Regions from separate parts of the Lactuca sativa genome. Here region 2 is linked to region 1. A link is a contact called in public Hi-C data. All regions are on one chromosome and are shown on one strand. The core of a region is the stretch at or near the end of the contact, and the rest is flanking DNA. Distances in the headings are between cores, read along the strand shown. Region 1 holds the start of LOC111920561 (QWRF motif-containing protein 2). Region 2 holds the start of LOC111920563 (mitotic checkpoint protein BUB3.1).

Region 1 (6,729 bases), core at 2,495-4,994:
CATTTCATCAAACACTTAGCGGACATCTTTACATTTGTGAGCAAAAAGAAAGATACAAAGCATGTAATAGTCTTTTGGTGTATTATCAAATTATGTAATCAATTTAGACGAATTGGATAAGAACCTAGAAATTGATGAATTCGACTGAAATCAAAATTCTCTTAGATAAGTAGTCTGTGTTTCATTAATGGTGGTAACTTCAAAAATGGTACCATTAAATTGCAGCAAAGCACAACCCAAAAAGCACTAAAGGCTCTTAATGCTCAATGTTCAAAGTTTACCATATTACATGAGAGAATTAAATAAGTGAAATTACATATCCCTATATATATACATTAGAGTGTAAAAAAAAACTACATTAGTTAGAAACAAACTACATTTTCTTTCACTTGCAAATCTCAAGAAAATACACATCAAATTCCCCAAACAAAAAAAGAAAAAAAGAAAACCCGAAAGCCACAAGCCAAAAAGTCATCTACTTTACTTTATTACCTTCGGAAACTCCATTCTTCACTTGATGTAATGTTAGCAATTTCTTGAATTAAAAGATCAATTCTACAAATGTGATTTCTTCACACACTTTGTTTGTAACATATGCGTTCTCAAACTACAATCTTTCACCTGTTGGATTCGTTAACAAAATTATTAGTATTATTATAAAAGAAAAAGAGGGTTAAATTTTATAATTGTACTTTGAAAAAGATTATAAGTTTGATTTTCCATAATTGCATAATTGGGAGAGTTATCAAAGGAGATTGTTTTAAGAAGAAAAAAAAGTGGAAATACAATAATGCAATAAAAAGTACAATGCTAAAATAAGTATATTTATAAGTATACTGTCTTAATAATAAAAAAAAAATAGAACAATGCTATAATTGATAGAGTTATAGAAGTATATTTTCTTAAAAAGAAAAAAGAGAAGATACAATAATGTAATAAGAAGAGTAACTACATTACAATTTTAGTCCTTAAGTATAAGCTGTTTTTTGCTATTTTTTGTTACAAAAAATTCTCTTGCAAATTTGGTCATTATTTTCAAGTTTCCTCAGCTTAGCTCTTAAAACTTTTACAAAAGACCATTTTGCCCTTGGACCAAAATAAACGAAAAGAACAACTTTGGTCCATGTGGTATGCTGATTTTTTCAATTTTAATCTCTAGGCTGTTAAATTAGACAAGATATGAACCACAATAACTACAAAACGTCAAAATAAGGACCAGAAATGTAATTTACCTTGAGGGCTGCTAACATCGACAATAAGCCTTTGCAAATCCTAAGCAAAGCTTGCTCTTTTGCACACACATTTGCAAGCTCAGTGACCATTGAATTCGCTTCCTCCACCTAACAATTTTCAAATACCTTTTTTAGAAATCTTTTATTTTTTAAAATGACATAAAAGCCCTTATATTTTGAACCTATTTATAGATTTAATCACCTTCACACAAAGCGAGCATATCGACAAACACAATGTCTGCATCACTTCAAGTGCTGAACTTATAACATCTTTCATGCTCTGAAGATCAGCCTGAAAAAAATCAACACCAATGTCAAACTTTGAATTGAGAAGGGTAAAATGGTAAAATCACGTACTATTGCTCCACCAACAGGGAGGCGAAGAGTGCTGGCCTTTAAAGCTTCAATTGCTCCAAGTAATGCTATCGAATGATCTTTATCTAAAGAAGCCCAATCTTCCAAAAAAGCTATCTATGTTTACAAATAACAAGACTTTTAAGGTTTTTCGTTTTATCAAATAAACCATATTATTTATTAAATAAAAATAAATAAAAAACTTACTTGTTCCTTGAGAATGGAGGCTAACTTAAGTTTTTGCTTCAGTAACTGCAATCTATGTCTTTTTTTGGTGACTGAATCGCGTAAATCAGAGATTGTAATCCATGCATTCCATAGATTTTTCTGAACACAAAGCAAAGATTCAAATATTTGCTTTGAATCATAACATTTAACATAAACAAAAATTTAAATACAAAGATTTAATCATACCTCTGATCCACATCTTTGTTTTAATAATGTATCTTCATTCCTAGCATTAACAAATCGCCATTGTAACTGTCGATTATAAAAAAGCCTCAACAAATGTGCATCCACAATTCGATTTTCACCAACTTTCCCTCTTCTAACATCAACTGCAAAACTTAGAACAGAAGGGGTTTCACCAAATCCACTACTAACAATCCCAGAAACCGAATTCCTTCTTGGACTAATCATACCCCTACATGGCGATGATGACACTGATGATGTCATCAACTTACTAGGTGATGAAGGTCTCATTCTATTTGGTGAAGAAGCCATTGTTCTTGGTGATAATAATGGCCCATCGTTTGAAAATTTCTTTGCTAATTTTGATGGGGTCACTAGTTTTGATCCTGGACTAGTTCCACTACTTGAATCTTGTAATCTTCTCATTCGACTACTTGTTTCTTGCCAAAATTTAGCGGACATAACTACCCCTCTGGTTCCATTCCGGTTTGTTTCTTGGATTCCAGATGTGCTACCAGATGAGACGCTATCGGTATCGGAGGAATTCCCATTTGGGTTTTGTTGAATTGGGTTTGAAAGTATGGAATTACCTAAATCCAGTGATAATCTCCCACCATGAACACCATCGACTGATGCCCTTCTGGAATCCATGTTCATGGATTGATGTAAAGCTCTGATTACATTCCCAGATCCGATTATGTTACTCTTTTCAACCCCACAATCTAAACTCAAACTTTTTGATAAAACGGTTTGATTTGATTGACGAGTTCTCGCCGGCCACCGGTGTTGATCTCCGGGTTTTGTATTCTCGGCGTGATCTCCGACTCTTAAAGGGGTACCGGTTCTTTTTCTTTCAGGGGTACCCTTTCGGAAAGTAGTTGAGTTAGGGGAAGTGGGGGTTGCTTTAGTTTTGCTAATCGGTAATGAAAACGCTTCGCCTTGAAAGGAAACGGATAAACTTCGTGTGGATGTTACTAAAAGTTTAGTGGCCGCCGACACCTCGCCGGCACCGCCGGCATTGTTGGATTTCAAGTTAAGATCCGGTCGAGTGGATCGCCTCCGGTCGGCGGAAACAGACCGTTTTGCTGCCGGAGTAGTCGAATTTCTCGAAACGAGAGGAGATGGGAAGCGTCGTGAAGGCGTGGGTGTCGGTAACGATGAGGAATTCGAAGAAGTTGAAGGGGAAGGAGAAGGGGAAGGGGATAAGTACCTTGAAGAAACTTGTCTCGATTTAGGTCTTGTTGGTTTATTAGGGCCGATGATTCCATTATCTTTCTCGGAAGGTAACAACGGTGGTCTTGATTGGTTTGTTGTTTCAGAAATCGCAGCCACCATCATCACAAAATGAAAAACCCAAATGGAAAATCTTCAAAACTCACCTCACATTGTCGATTTACACCAAACAAAAGATCACCAAACTCCCATTTATCCTCAAGAAATCCAAACCCCTGCAAAGACAAAGATCAACAACTACCATAAACTCATGAAATCCGCGAATGGTTCTTTGAAATTTCCAACAATGGCGATGGTTCTGCAACAACAGACACACAGTAGTATTGATAGTACAGTGATGGAATTGAAGATTCAGAGGGAAGGCAGAAGCTTTTTGGCTGTGTTACAGTGAGGGAGAGAGAAGAGGGAGTGGTGGTGAGATTTGGAAAAAAAAAAGTGGGGATAGAAAGAAGAACAGTTGTTATGGTGAGTGGGGTGGGGGAAGGGGGTGTTTTGGTATCTGTGAATCTTGGAGAAACCTTACGCTTAAACAAATTAAATTATCTTTTAAATGTTGCAACAAAACAAAAACTATGGGAGTCTACTCTGTCCGTTTACCCTTTAAATTATAATATTTAATTTGTATTTACACAAATAAAATTTTGATTATTTAATTTATTCTTTATAGTTTATACTTTATAATGTTTCTTAGAAATCAAACATTCATAATGTTTGTACTTTAACTTGTTCATCAAGTTTAACATTTTTAAGTGAAGTTTTAATTTATCTATTTTTCCATTCGAATTACAACATTTAATGTTGGTTTATTAACTAAACTAACCAAATTAGTTTAAGTGAAAAAAGTTATAAAATAACAAGTCCGAAACAGAAAAGTTTGAGAGACTAAGAGTCTACAAAGTTATGAAGATCAAAAAATATGAAGAAAAGCTCAAGAAATCTAAAAATCGAAGACTCAATAATAAGACATTTTGTCAAGTTATTTATAGTAATTTTTCTTTCTAAGTTATTTTTTCATATATATGTTTGAGAGCTTAACCAAAAATAACTTAAGGTTAAGAAAGTTCTATGAGGATGGATTCGGAGGGATGCATAAAATGAATATTGTTCAAAATAAGTGGGGGAGTATTTATGAGGATCGTAAGTATTTAGGACTGAGAAGTTCTTGAGAAATTTAGACACAAATACATGCATTGCGGTCTTGATGTATTGATGGGCTCAAAATGGATTGTCTTGTATGATGTTGGTGACTAGGGGTTTAATGTGATAATATGATAATTAAATCAGTTTTGCTTGGGGGCAAGCAAAAGACTAGTGTGAGGTAGTTTGATAACGTCATTTTTATACATATATTTATAGCGTTTTCTTATTATTTTATATTATGTTTTTATTCCATTTAGAACTAAAAGGTACATATAATGTTTTAATTTATATTTTACAAGTATAAGTTGTTGCTAGAGTGAAAAGGAAGAGAAAAGGCTCTAAATTGGAGTTGGATTGCAAAAGTGAAGAAACGGTTGAAGAAGCCCAGTACGCCCAGCGTAATGGGAGTATGCCCAACATACTGGGTTGGGTCCTAACGTGAATTTTACACCTAACTCCCAGAGTAAGTCCATGTACACCCAAAGTACTTAGTCGGCAGAAAATATTATATATTATGATTTTTAGTTAACCTAAAGGGAGATTACGATTTTTATCCATCCTTGGTCGACAAGAAACACTTCTTCAACCATTTTGAGGGTCTAAAAGGCGACCGGAAGGCTGTTAAGCTGATAGGAGCAAAGATCTGAAGGATAGAGAGTGGATTCATGTCTGAAATCATTTGATTTGTTGTTCTAATCATGATTAGCATTCCAATGTGATTCCAAATACATTTATTTTCTGATTTGACTGTTAAAGCCCTTTGCTTTGTGTTTATAATTAGATGACTCTTTAAGATTATGGATTAATTGCTATTTGGATTGTTTATTCTTGTTTAAATTATTTTGTCAAGTTTGATTCCAAGATCGATATGTGTTAAAGATTGTTACTTTATTACCAATTATTGAATTAATAGAGTTTAGATGATCATTCCGACTGTGTTAATTTGAATCATAATTGCCCATGATCATTGGTAATTATGACTAGAGTTAGATCATAACCTAAGGTTAGGAAATAAAGTGATGAACTTTAATGTGTGTGCATAAGTAGATGATCATTCTATGGATGATTTAATTCCTATGATTATTAGGATTAATAAAGATCAAATCTTTCTTAATACGAACTAAACATTGATTTACATGATTGTTTGTTTACTTAATCGTTGAATTAATAGCTGTGTTAAAATCAAAAGATTAGCTAGTAATCTTATTATGATCCCAGTCATATTAGAAATCGGTGAATAATGAATAGATATCTTTTGTACTTAGTAGTTAGCCAGTATTTTGAGATGAAATCCAGTCTAAACCAAAGTACCTAAAGAGATTTGTCTTCAGTCAGTTTATCGAGATTTGTTGTGTAGCTGTTTAGTTGAGATTTAATTCCATAAAACCCATCTTTACTGTTTTTGTGTGCTTAGTGAACCTATAATCAAAAACTCAAAATTAATTCACCACAATTCCCCTTGTGTTCGACACCTGGTCTTACCACAACTATATTATTGCACGATTAGGTACACCGCCTAGTGTGTTTATTAGTGCAGTTGTGATAAAATCAATTTTATAAATTTAAAACTTGAACAATTTATATATATATATATATATATATATATATATATATATATATATATAAACACATTAGTACCGCAATAGAAAGAATAATTCTAACTGTAGAAGCCTTGACTACCGGACTGAAAGTAGCAGAATAATCAAGACCCAAAACTTGAGTAAACACTTAAGCAACAAGAAGAGATTTAAATTTGTCAATGCTACCATCATCAAGAAACTTGGTATGAAAAAGCCAGTTTGAACCAACAATATTTGAGTTGTGAGGATGTGTCACCAAATCCCAAGTAGCATTATGTTTCAAGGCTTGTTTTTCATCACACATTGTAGCAAACCACTTTGGGTCCTTGGCAGCAGTTTTAAAACCCTTGGGCTTTTTGGTATTAAATAAAGCATGATGTAGAGGTGAAGTAGACACATAAGAAAGATCTGCAAAGTGACGAGGTTTGAAAATTCCTGCCTTTGAGCGAGTAATCATTATGTGTCTTGACAACATCAGTTATCTCACCAGCAACAAGTTTTTCATTGTGTGTCTCGACAACAAGAGGTGTCTCGTCAACATCAGAAGATACATGGGGAGGCGAATTAGTGCATAACTCACATGGAGGAGTGCTAGTTGGTTGCGAAGTTGTGTGAGAAGTAGATGTTGCAGTTGTCATTACAATATGTGGACAACAGAAGTGTGGTTGATGGAGTTGTAGATTGATGACCGTGAAATGCAAAGTGGTTTTCGTCAAAATGAGCATGACGAGAAGTATAAACAGGCTTTGTAGATAAGTTAAGTACAGAGCCTTATTTGT
Region 2 (6,448 bases), core at 3,317-5,816, 260 kb before region 1:
TATTTAAATAAATGTTGAGACCAATATCAAAACATGTATATAAATATAATTCGAATTTTTGATAGACATAAATAACAACATTGATTGGAATCCAAAACCTATTCAACATATTCTATTGATCTACTTGAAATAACGACGTTAATTGGAATATAAACTCAAAAGCTTTATCTTGTTATCATGTGCACCTTCCAATCACGTTATTGTATAGCGAATCAGCTTCACTAATCATATTTCCATCGTTTTAACATGAACTATATTGAAAATCCGTCAGATTTTTTTTTCGTGAATTAAGTAGACATTTTGTGATAAAAGTTGAAAACATACTCATTTTTTAAACATGGTTTCCACTTTCGAGCGAATAACTGATTTTAAAAGGTGTTTAGCCCTAGTTTATTTAGTTGAAAATAGTTTAACATTGTTGAGTATCACAAAAATCAACAAAATACATTATAACATTTAAGTCAATTGCAAAATAGATTAGTTAAAAATCAACAAATTATACTTGCAAATGTGTACGCATGTTTTGTATCTATGTGAATCAAATTTAATCAAGAAAGAAACCGCTGGCTTACTATATAAAACTTGAAACTATCATTTATTAACTATTCTATTAACTATTCATGAAACAAATGATCCACTTTATATCAATCAAATCATGATTCTGAATAGTATGAGATGATCATCGATCAAAGTAACAAAACATGTCACTGTTGCACTACCTGATCAACCAACTTATCCTCCAAACCATGTTGTGCAATCCTATAATACAGAACACCCATTGTCGCCAAACACGCCCTGCATCAATAATTTTATAGCTTTTTCATAACAAAAAAAACGGTAATAACTTGGTACGCATGATATAACAGGTTGTACTGCGTCTGACATGCATTGGACCGAGACTGAGACTCGGACTGACGTCCGTCGCTATAACAAAAATTGCAACTTTTTGCTCCATCCAAAAAGATGGAACAAGACAGGGAACCGCTCTCGATCTCTCTCGTCTGTGCAAAAAGACGTTAATGTCCTCCTCATCTTCATCATAAAAAATAACCCTTGATAGCTTGTGTAGTCCTGTACTGTCTCATTTAACAAACGCAACCTTATGGCTGCGTTTGTTAGACAGGACACAGGACATGATTGGACAAGCTTTTAATGGTTATTTTTTATGATGAAGATGAGGAGGGCATTAACGTCTTTTTGCACAGACGAGAGAGATCGAGAGCGGTTCCCTGTCTTGTTCCATCTTTTTGGATGGAGCAAAAAGTTGCAATTTTTGTTACAGTGACGGACGTCAGTCCGAGTCTCAGTCTCAGTCCAATGCATGTCAGACGCAGTATAACCTGTTCTGTTCTGTCATGTCATGTCTTACATGATTGCTATGACGAGAAGTATTTTTCTTGGATCCATTCTTGATGGTCTATGGTGACGCGATGACGTGTCATCTGCATTACCCTCTTTTTTAGGAGGTGCGGTTACAGGTAAAGTTGGCAAAGCACTTGACCAAAAAGGTACCAATGATCTCAGAAACTTGTCACAACAACTACCTACATTCATAATTATAGAATTATTACACAATACAATAATAAATAATTATTGAATTTTATTGCTCACCTCTTCTTGTATACTTCTTCTTATTAGCATCTTCATCATCTGCATAATAAGAGAATTCAGATGTTAGCTTTTCACCTTGTGGAGTAGTCTTTCTTGTTGTAGCACCAGAATTTGGGCTTTTTGAGAAATTGGGTTCATGTGGAGCATCTTTTTCCACAACATTAATGCTTGAAGGTTTTGAAGAACTGTTTCCAGAGGGAACTTTTGGTTTTAAAGGATCAGAGTCAAAAGCAGGAGGTGGCCCATGAGAATGTTTGGGTGGTGATGAAATTGGATGATTTCCAAACAAGCTCTTCTCATTTCCACTCTGTAAAACAAAAAGTAATGCTTAGTGTGAGAACTGAGAAGGGCATTCACGTCTTTTTGTACACAGTAGACAGTAATTGAAAAGTTAAGAATATAAGAATTGCAATGAAACAAATACTAATTACCTGCATAATTGCTTCCTTCAACTGTGAATGCAGGCGGGAGCCTGAGTTTTTTACATTTTTAGGAGGCCATATCTGCAAAGATGAAGCAACCAAAATGTTGAATTTTTTAATAAACTACAAAAGAGAAGCATTTTTTAACAGTTTACAACCTTTCCAATCATGTTTTATATAAGCAGATAACAAGCTACATAAAAATGAACCATAGACATGAATCTTACTGGAGTTGAACATGCTGGACAAGTAAATCCATCTGGAGCAGTGTCTTGAGGAAAATTTTTAATATGTGAAACTAAGCAATTTGTATGTATATTATCTGAAAACACATAGAGAAAAGAAGAAGAAGAATAAGTAATGTAGCAATTTATAGTAATCTAGTATTCATAGAAGATGAATATCAATATAAAAATTCAAGTGCAATATAACATACGCAAGCAACCCAATCGTGTTATTTGAGGATCATTGCTCTCTGTGAGCACAGTTTGGCAATGGCAGCACTTTGTAGGCCAATCATATTCTCCATCAACTACCCATGCTGAGTATGTTCCAACCTACAAAATCAGCCAAATTGTGTCATTCAAAAGATCAATTTTATGATTATATCAGAATGATATACATGTGACTACAACATACCACGCAAATTTGGTGTTCCTCGAAACATATACATTCACCACAAACAGGAACCTTGTGGACGAAGCAGTACAGTTTAGTTGCCTGTGACGAAAATCTCCAATTTCATTACCAACAATAAACGTGTAACATCGTTGAATAAGCTCTCGATTATCAAACTATTATCGAATTGGAATTCGTAATCCAAAATTAACAGCATTTGGAATATGAATTTAGTAGCTCGGTTTGATCTAAAAGCTTCAATTGTTACTGAGAAAACTACATTGCAGTCGCTTCGCACAATCAAACTGAGGAAATACGTTAAATTGTGTAAAATTATGACGTGATGTGAAGAAAGGGAGAAAGCGTACCTTTCGGCACTTGCAGACCACCATTGGAATGAGTGTAACTGGTTACACATAGGAAAACCTAAATTCGAAAGCTTCCATTGTACGTTACATGTGAAATCGGATAGAATATAGATCAATTTAATGATGCAAATTGTTTATGTAAATTTATAGGGTTTTAGGACAAAATAATGGAAGATCCGAGCAAGAGATCTTTGAAGAAGATGATTATGTGTGATTCTTCGGATATGTGTCGCGAATTCTGAGACAGATTCTTCATTGAAGGAAGATGTGTAGTTTCATATTGCTGGATGTATCATATATGATATTTCTAAGTTTTGTGATCGTACGTAATTTGGTTTTAAATTGCCAAACAAACCGGGCTGTATTGCATGGGCCCGGTCCGGTTCAAAAATCTAATAAAAATCTGATTCGCTCGCTTTTTTTTTACTATATCCGGTTTTTGCATTTGTAAAGGTGATAAATACTAGTAGGTTACATTTTATTTTATTTATTTTAATATTAAAGAGAAATGCGACTAGTAACAATTTCTAGAAAGCCTATGGATATTCTACAAGAAAACAATTTCTAGAAAGCCTCTTACCTCCGAAATTTCTAGAAAAACAACCAATTTAAGCCTTTGTAGAGCCCTCCAGAAGGCTCTCGTGAGCTTTGGAAATCACTTAACTTGAAAAATTAATAAAATTTCAGAAGCCTAAATAAGTTGGAAAGTTAAGACATGGATAATTCAATATTGGCTTAGTCAAATTCAACCCTTTATACTAATATGCATTGGAACATATTTTTCCACCTCACTTGTAGTCTGAACATATTTTTTATTTACAAGTGGAAGGCTATGAATGTACCATCATGCCCCTTGATCCCATAAAGGGGTGGAATCCTTTGATACTTGTCATGTTTGGGATAAATGACATAAATTATATATTGTATTTGGTTCATTTTTATTTGATCAAGATAAAACCCTATATAGGGCAATCAGATAAATATAATTTAGATGTGATTTATCCAAAATTTTTGCTTGAAATTATCGGATTTTGGATAATCCCTTGGATAGGATTCATCCGGATTTTTTTTTCTAGGTTTTGGATGCAAATTATAGGATTTTTAATTGGATTAAAATTCGGTTTCAAATCTTTTGAGGTATCTGAATTGTATCCAATGGATCAGAATGATCTTATCCAGATTTGGATTTCTTTTCGGATACAATAAATCCAAATCCTGTTCGGCACCTTGTTGCTTCACACATCCACATCATCCATATGCTTCCTTTGTCGAACTCCTCTGATAAAACCACCAATCAACTGACAAATATGTGAAATGATGATATCGTAAATATGATTCTTAATCACTAGTGTTTAGTGATTATCTTTATCAGAAAAATATAAAATAATCAATATGATGGTCATTATTTGTAAACAAAAAAGGGTTTTTAAAATATTAATCCACTTTTTTTTTTTTTTTTTTTCATGAATAGCTCTTGCAATTTCTTTTCTCAAAAAACTTAAACCGGGTAATTAAGCCCAATGGCCCATAAAGAACCCAACATCTCGAATAAAATTACGACAATCGAGTGCCCGACTGAATTCTGGAACTCAAACCGAAAAATATTCCCCAAAATTTGAATTTAAAACCCTCAAGATTCGAATCTAACAAAAAATTTGAAACTTTAGTTTAAAATCCCAATCCCTCCTCTTTCTCAACACATACCAGAGCTCCATCTGAACCCTAGATAATTAACTCCGATCAGCAAATTGAAATGGCAGTGGCGCCACCGGTCACCGGCAAGGAACTAATAAATCCTCCGTCTGACGGTATCTCCAACCTCCGATTCTCTCATCACTCCGATCACCTACTTGTGTCTTCTTGGGACAAAGTACGTATTTACTTCTCTCCATCTCCTTATCTACTTATTTAACTAGAATCGAAGCTAAAGAACTCAATCGCTTCATGTTTTCCTTTCCAAACTCCATCTACCTAAAGAAATGTTCCTATATACGGTTTTCGTTTACGAAATTCTGAATCATATTTGAAGATTTTAACATAAAACGAAATGTGTAAGAAGTACCAGTTTTTTTTCGCTTATGATAAGATAAAAGATACATTTTGTTAATCTGTATTTGATTACAAATGCAAATTGTAAAACTGTAGTATCTCTTTAGAGTGTGTTAATGTTACTTATTTTTGATTTAGGGAGTACATATCCAAACATTAGAGCTTAACTCATAATTTCTTTCCCCAAAAGAGCCAGATGATCTAGTAGACTAGTACTTTCCAAAATTTAAGTTGATACTAAATTTATTGCAGATTTAAACTTTAATGGCAACATCATTCAATTTTTAGTAGTTAACAGTTGACTTCATGTAGCAAAATTTCTCCCTAAATCTTAACATTTACATCAATTTCAACTTTCAAGCATCAACTGCCATGCTCTTGGCAGCTCGGTTTAGGAATGGTTGAAGTATTATATTTAGAATAGTGATTGAATGAAACATATACAAGTGTATTTGAATGTATCTAACTTTCTCTCTACACACATACATGCAAAGCTTAATTTATATCAGACTATTGGTGATCAAGATTGTAAGTTTATTAACCTTTTTGATGACAGACTGTTCGATTATATGATGCAAGTGAGAACGTATTGAGAGGAGAGTTTACACATGGAGGTGCAGTTCTTGATTGCTGCTTTCATGATGATAATTCTGGTTTCAGTGCAAGTGCTGATAATACTGTCAGGAGGTAAGCATGAATGTTATACTGAATTACATATGATATGAACCTATAGTAAAAAAGAAGCATTTTTTACTATAATTTCTACTTGAATCTCAGACTTGTTTTCAACAATGAGAGGGAAGATGTTCTTGGACGCCATGATGCCCCTGTTCGATGCATTGAATACTCTTATGCAACAGGTAGTTCTTGACTTCTTGTTTGCAACTTTTACTAATATTTTGACTTTTCTTTGTTCATATGATCTAAAAAGTTCAAATCTACTATCTTGTTTTGTGGTTTTAGGGCAAGTGATTACAGGTAGTTGGGATAAAACCCTGAAATGTTGGGATCCAAGAGGTGCTACTAGTGCACAAGAGCGTGCTCTAGTGGGAACATATGCTCAACCTGAACGTGTCTATTCTTTATCTCTTGTTGGAAATCGTGTAGTTGTTGCAACTGCTGGAAGACATGTTAATGTTTATGATTTGAGGAATATGTCTCAACCTGAACAACAAAGGGAATCTTCATTGAAATATCAAACAAGATGTGTCCGATGTTATCCCAATGGAACAGGTATTGCATATTTTACATTTTATATGGTAAGGGTATTTTGGTCTTTTAATAAAAGAAGGGATGATGGAATTGAAAAATATTGAATTTGAATTCCTTCTACCTATTCTTAAGGATGAAAAAAATTCATTGAACATGGATTCATGGAAT

What was found. A called contact is a pair of places that touch in the nucleus more often than the background predicts.
Region 2: a contact with region 1 is called in a Hi-C map of leaf, with 8 times the contacts expected there. The contact joins the promoter of LOC111920563 here to the promoter of LOC111920561 in region 1. A contact is called at or near these places in 2 of 4 Hi-C or Micro-C datasets (both in leaf).

Annotation. Positions count from the first base shown.
Region 1 is chr9:205,373,644-205,380,372 of Lsat_Salinas_v11, reverse strand. LOC111920561 (QWRF motif-containing protein 2) reads right to left here and starts at 3,744. Exons shown (of 6, transcript XM_023916147.3): 1 at 2,001-3,744; 2 at 1,794-1,913; 3 at 1,590-1,703; 4 at 1,435-1,524; 5 at 1,233-1,340; 6 at 243-621. The coding sequence starts at 3,335. The coding sequence ends at 556. LOC111920559 (BTB/POZ domain-containing protein NPY2) reads left to right here. Exons shown (of 6, transcript XM_023916145.3): 6 at 1-12.
Region 2 is chr9:205,634,023-205,640,470 of Lsat_Salinas_v11, reverse strand. LOC111920563 (mitotic checkpoint protein BUB3.1) reads left to right here and starts at 4,566. Exons shown (of 8, transcript XM_023916149.3): 1 at 4,566-4,889; 2 at 5,625-5,755; 3 at 5,846-5,928; 4 at 6,032-6,301. The coding sequence starts at 4,773. It overlaps LOC111920569, which reads right to left and starts at 3,325. Exons shown (of 8, transcript XM_023916156.3): 1 at 3,020-3,325; 2 at 2,673-2,753; 3 at 2,470-2,590; 4 at 2,261-2,355; 5 at 2,043-2,114; 6 at 1,612-1,918; 7 at 1,370-1,544; 8 at 575-795. The coding sequence starts at 3,043. The coding sequence ends at 705.